Linked DNA regions of Mus musculus: region 2 is linked to region 1. A link is a contact called in public Hi-C data. All regions are on one chromosome and are shown on one strand. The core of a region is the stretch at or near the end of the contact, and the rest is flanking DNA. Distances in the headings are between cores, read along the strand shown. Region 1 holds the start of Letm1 (leucine zipper-EF-hand containing transmembrane protein 1). Region 2 has its middle 18 kb from the start of Nelfa.

Region 1 (2,700 bases), core at 191-2,690:
ATGTCCAATTTTCTGAGGAACTGCCAAACTGATTTCCAGAGTGGTTGTACAAACTTGCAATTCCACCAGCAATGGAGGAGTGTTCCTCTTTCTCCACACCCTCACCAGCATCTGCTGTCACCTGAGGTTTTGATCTTATCCATTCTGACTGGTGTAAGGTGGAATCTCAGGGTTGTTTTGATTTGCATTTCCCTGATGATTAAGGATGTTGAACATTTCTTTAGGTGCTTCTCAGCCATTCGGTATTCCTCAGTTGTCATTACTACTTTGGCTTGGCTTTGCTTTCCTCCTCCTCCTCCTCTTTGGTCAGGCAAGTGTTCTTATTGGTGGAAGTTTCTCAGCTTGGCTAAGAAACTTCAGTTCTTTGGTTTAGGTCATCAGCCCTTTCAGGGAATCCCTACACTTGACTTAATTCTGTATCTGATGCCCACAATGTACATTACCGTGTGCACAAGAGAGGTTCCAAACGTCTTAGGAGATTCTCTGCCACCTGAGTCCTGAGATAGGGATTCTGGCCTACACTGGCCCAGCTTTTAGGTTCTGATTCAGAAAATGACCAGATAGGTTACTTCTTCCCAATGGGCTGTGCTGGGATACTAGTGAAGCGTCCTCGCTGGGAGCCAGCTGGAATTAGGACTTGAGCACCTGTTCATCAGAAAAAAAAAAAATGCATTAACCTCATACTGAAGATCTTCACCTACTATTCTGAGTTCACTCCCACAGGAACGTAGAAGGAACGGAAAAGGCATTCCACAAAGGCAGGAGGTGGAAAGCAGTGAGGGAAGTCTCCAGGAACGGTCTGGTGTCCCTGGGTCGGGATACAGATCTGTGGAGAGGGTGGCTGCTCTGGAGCACCAGAGTGTGTATAGTCCTGGGTTTCCACAATCCTGAAGCCTGCCATTCCAGCCACCACCCTTTAAAGAAGAGGATGCTGCCAGGTCTATTTTGGAGTGGGCAGGGGTGGCTGTGAGCTACCATAGAGGGGACCTGCCAGGAGTGCAGCCCACTACTAAGGTTGCTCGTCCTGACGCGAAGCAAGGAGGTGGGACCAATTAACAGCCTCGCAGAGTTATGTTCCCTACCCACCACCCTTCCTTAAAGTCCCATGAGCCATCTGCTATGGGCTAGTATAATATAGGGCTTAGTAGTTATGAAAATAGATGCCAGTTCTTTTGCCGCCTCTGTGCCCGCAGCCCCAAATCAGAAGCTAGGCACTGCTAAGATGCAAGAGGAACTCCAGATAGATCTGAGCTCATCAAGAAAACCCAAGACTCGGCGCACGCTGGGACTTGTAGTCGGGAGAGGCAAGCCTCCCGGATGCACGCTGGGCCTTGTAGTCTGTTGGGCGGGCTCGCCCCTCACCTGGCCAGGGCGGGTGCCGCAGGGCCAATGGGAGCCGTGCCGGCCAGGCCTGTTCCGCCCCGCGCCTACGGACGTTTGTGCCGGGACATGGCCGCTGCGGATGCCGGGTCCTTGAGCTGAGCGCTTGCTGCCGGAGCCAACCTCTGCCGTCAACCGTCCGCGCGGGCTGGGCCCAGGCGCCGGGACGGCCAAGATCCGCCGAGGAAGCTGAGGCAGCTATAGAACGCCGCCGCGGCGGGCGCATGGCGTCCATCTTGCTCAGGAGCTGCCGGGGCCGGGGGCCTGCCCGCCTCGCGCCACCTCGGGCCGCCTCCCCGCGGGGTAAGCTGGTGCTGCGCAAACGACCTGTTGTGGGCGACCGGGAGCCAGCGCGGGACGCCCCCTTCCGTGCCCCGAGGCAGCGCGGCAATGACAAGCACCGGGCCGCTCTGAGCCGCTTGTGCTGGACAGCTTCCTGTGACCTTAGTTGCCCAGGTCGCCGCAGGTCACTGCTGCCGACCGAGGCGCTGAGAAAGTTCCTTAGGGCCGTGGCTTCCCTGCCGCTCCCCTCGAAGATGAATCGAGCCCTGTCCTGCCCTTTGGCCAGTTCAGGCTTGGAAGCCAGAACTCTGGGACAAGGAGATTGGGTTGTGGTTGATGCCAGCTTAGTGGGCCACTCCCTGGGGTGGGGTGGCTGATGACCGTGCTTTCCAAGGAAACTTATATGTGTCCTATTTGTAAGGTTGAAACAGCCTGTGAGAGTGGGACCCAAGACCTTATGGTTTCTTGGTAGAAGTACAGTTCTTGTCACCTTAACAGTATTGGAGAGTCGGGTATGGTGTGGAGCCAGGCATGGGGGCACACACCTTTACCCCCAGCACCCTGGAAACAGAGGCATGTGAATCTCTGAACTCCAGACCATTTAAAATTTCAGGCCAGGCAGGGCACAAGATCCAGTCTTAAAAACAAACAGCAAAACCAGTTAGGATGCGTGGAAAGAGCAGAGTGTCCCTGGGTTTGGTGTGGTTTTTCAAGCTGTCTCTGCTATAAGCGCTGTCTACCTGTTGACTTGTTCAGGATACCATAATGTACTTCTGCCTTTTCTTATTTCTCTGGCATGTTTATGGCTTTCAAATTAGTTGATATTGTGTGTGTGTGTTATTATTCCAGGCACAAGAATGTTTTCTTTAGTTAACCCAGTTCCCTTGGAACAAAAATGCTGCTTCCCTGACAGTGGTTAGACTCCTGTCAGCTGGTTAGATGTGGAACAATAGAGCATTACTGGGTAGCAAGCCCCTGCTCTCCCTGTAATGATGTGCCCAGAGCCAACAGGCACAGGATGGACATCCTGACTTTTTA
Region 2 (2,700 bases), core at 92-2,591, 170 kb before region 1:
TTAAAACAAAAGCAAAACAAAACAAAATGTGTTCATGTATGTGGAGGGAGAAGAGCAGGCACACTCCATTGCCTGCAGTGGCAGCTCAGAGGACAACAGTGAGATCAGCTCTTCCCTTTCTGCCACGTAGGTTCTGGAGACTGGACTCAGGATGGCAGGTTTAGCACTGATTGTGGGGGTTCGTTTTGTGGAATGTGTATTCAGAAACTGAGTTCTGTGCCCCTGCCCAGTCTATAGCCTGATGGTGGAGCACTGTATTAATCAATGTATGGTAAAGATTGCTCCCCAATAATCTCTGACTGGTTAATAAAGGGCTATACCTATGGCTGGTGTCATAGTTAGGGTTTCCATTGCTGTGAAGAGACCCTGTAACCAAAGCAACTCTTATAAAGGACAACATTTAATTGGGGCTGGCTTACAGGTTCAGAGGTTCAGTCCATTATCATCAAGGCAGGAGCACAGCAATGTCCGGGCAAAAGTGGGGCTGGAGGAGCTGAAAGTTCTACATTTTGTCCCGAAGGCAAACAGAAGACTTGTTGTGGTAATTTCTTACCCCAATAAGCCCATATCAAAAACACACAACTCAGTAATTATTTTTATAAGTTGTATGTCTAGATTGGGCAGATCTATCACTGTGCTAATCTATTCCCCAGCTATGAGACTCCTTGCTATTTGTGGCTTCTCCAGGACATGTCCTTCCACCTACCTCTTCCTCCTCTGTCCTTCCTCTTTTGTTCTTCACTCTTCCCCCTCTCTCTAAAACCTCCAGCCCCACCTTTTCCTTCTGTGGAGAGCTGCGATAACATTCGCCGCCACAAGATGGCACCAGATTCCGCTGTGCCAGCTTGGCCTTTGTCAGTGAACAAGCTGTGTGCACATGTGCAAGAGTGTTCACGCCAAGTCAGAGCCCACCCCGGGGTGTGTCAATGAGACCGTGGGTAAGCGACCAGTCAGGCATGGACATGCCACGCTAGGGGGTATATAAGCAGCGCCTTTCTAGGGCTCGGGGTCTACCTCATCAATATGCAATAAAGATTTGCTGCAGAAGAATCCTGGTGTTCCGTGCGCGTTCTTGCTGGCGAGGTGGTAGTGCAGGACATTTGGCGCCGAAAACCCGGAAAAAACGTATCATCATCACTGGCGCCGAGGGGACGACACCCCCCCCGCCCCCCCCCCCCCCCCCGCTCTCGGGGAAGGATTCAGAACTGCAGGACGAAGGTAAGCTCTGAGAGGAATGTTTGGCCTTGATTTCTCTCATCTCTCTCCTCAATTGGAAGGTGCGGTGGAAGCCTTTGTTCTCCTTTTGGTTTCATTTTGCACTCACTGGGGGTGGTGCTGATTTTCGACCGCCTCTAGGTACAGTCAGATGGACGTACATAAGCTGAGGTGTCTCTCCTATATTTAAGCCTCTCCTGTAGATAAAGGAGCAGTATGGGAACCTCACATTCAGTGATCACAGCACTGCAGTCTATCTTAAAGCAGCGTGAAATTAAAGTCTCCGTGAAAACCTTGGAATCCTTTGTTAAGGAGATAGATCGCATAGCACCTTGGTATGCATGCTCTAGATCATTAACCCTCGATTCATGGGAGAAGTTGAGGGGAGATTTGGCTAGAGAGCAACAGAATGGGAAACTGAAAGCAGGAACTATGCCGCTTTGGAAACTTATTAAATCATGCTTGGAAGATGAGAAGTGCCGCCCAGCGGTAAAGGCAGGACAGGGAGTGCTGGAGGAGGTTAAGGACATCACAGCAGAAACAGAGCGGGGTAAAAGATTAAGAGCTCAAAGAAAAAAGGGTATACCTAAAAAAAAAAAAAAAAAAAAAAAAAAAAAAAAAAAAAAAAAGGACCTTGGATCCGAGAAAGTGAGAGAATGGGGAAAGGACGCCCAGGGAGAGAAGAGAGAAGAGAGGAAAAAGAGGCCCCCAAAAAAGAAGAGTATCCAGTAAAAGAACTTGAGGCTCTGGGACTCGATAGCTCAGATTCAGATACTGGGCTCAGTCCCTCAGAAGAGGAAGAATTAGAGGAGGAGGCAGCTCGCTATGAGAAGGAGAGGTACCATCCAGATGAAAGTACAGTGAGAGGGTTCTTAAATAGACTCGCTCCTTGGTTTGCCCCCACTGGGTCACTGACACTACCTAGTTGGGAAAAGTTAAGGAGAAAGATTTTTAAAAAAAGAAAGAAAAAAGAAAATAAGCTATTTCAGAGCTCTCCTAGGGACAGAAGGAAAACGGGAGACGTCCTGCTTCCTCTCTGGCTCCTATGGAGATATTCTTAGCTCTGGTTAGGATATCTGGGTCCCTTTGAGACACCAAGTTATATTCCCTGTCTGTCTATTATCTGTTTTTGGTGCACCAAATTGTCCATATGTCTGTCAATTCATGTTTGTTTTTGTTTTGTTGTTTGAATGATTGTTGTTCTGTGTTTCATGTTGAAAAATATAATTGGTTAAAACTTTATCTGCTGGCTGTCCATCCTTTAACTTGTTTAAAAGGCAGTCTCAATTTACACAGCAGAAAGTGATATAAGCACTGTGGCTGGGAGTCAGGTACAGCTGAAAAAGCCCTGCTGAGGGCCGATTGCAAATGGAGCTTTTAAAGGGGCAGGCAGCCTTTTGCTTGTAACAGAAAGTTAGCTTAAAATTGGGAACTCAGGGTTGGAGTCATTCTAAACAACATGAACAAACACAAGAAAACAGGTCA

What was found. Hi-C and Micro-C count contacts between places; a contact is called where the count stands out from the background.
Region 2: a contact with region 1 is called in a Hi-C map of muscle stem cells, with 2.3 times the contacts expected there. The contact joins the enhancer-like site here to the promoter of Letm1 in region 1. A contact is called at or near these places in 5 of 39 promoter capture datasets (cranial neural crest, hematopoietic stem and progenitor cells, hippocampal neurons and 1 more), 4 of 484 Hi-C or Micro-C datasets (B cells, muscle stem cells and myocytes), 5 of 115 datasets of contacts at active chromatin or transcription factors (the 230-238 cell line, astrocytes, bone marrow-derived macrophages and 1 more) and 2 of 9 other capture datasets (adipose tissue and liver).

Annotation. Positions count from the first base shown.
Region 1 is chr5:33,781,457-33,784,156 of GRCm38.p6, reverse strand. Letm1 (leucine zipper-EF-hand containing transmembrane protein 1) reads left to right here and starts at 1,440. Exons shown (of 14, transcript NM_019694.2): 1 at 1,440-1,683. The coding sequence starts at 1,605.
Region 2 is chr5:33,952,657-33,955,356 of GRCm38.p6, reverse strand. No RefSeq gene overlaps it. Among named protein-coding and RNA genes, the nearest start is that of Nelfa, 18 kb to the right of the region's middle. Within about 2 kb of position 1,341, at least 39 of the 459 cell types and tissues checked have an H3K27ac peak or open chromatin away from gene starts, as enhancers often do. A contact at or near this core is called in bone marrow-derived macrophages and muscle stem cells, where this site is marked.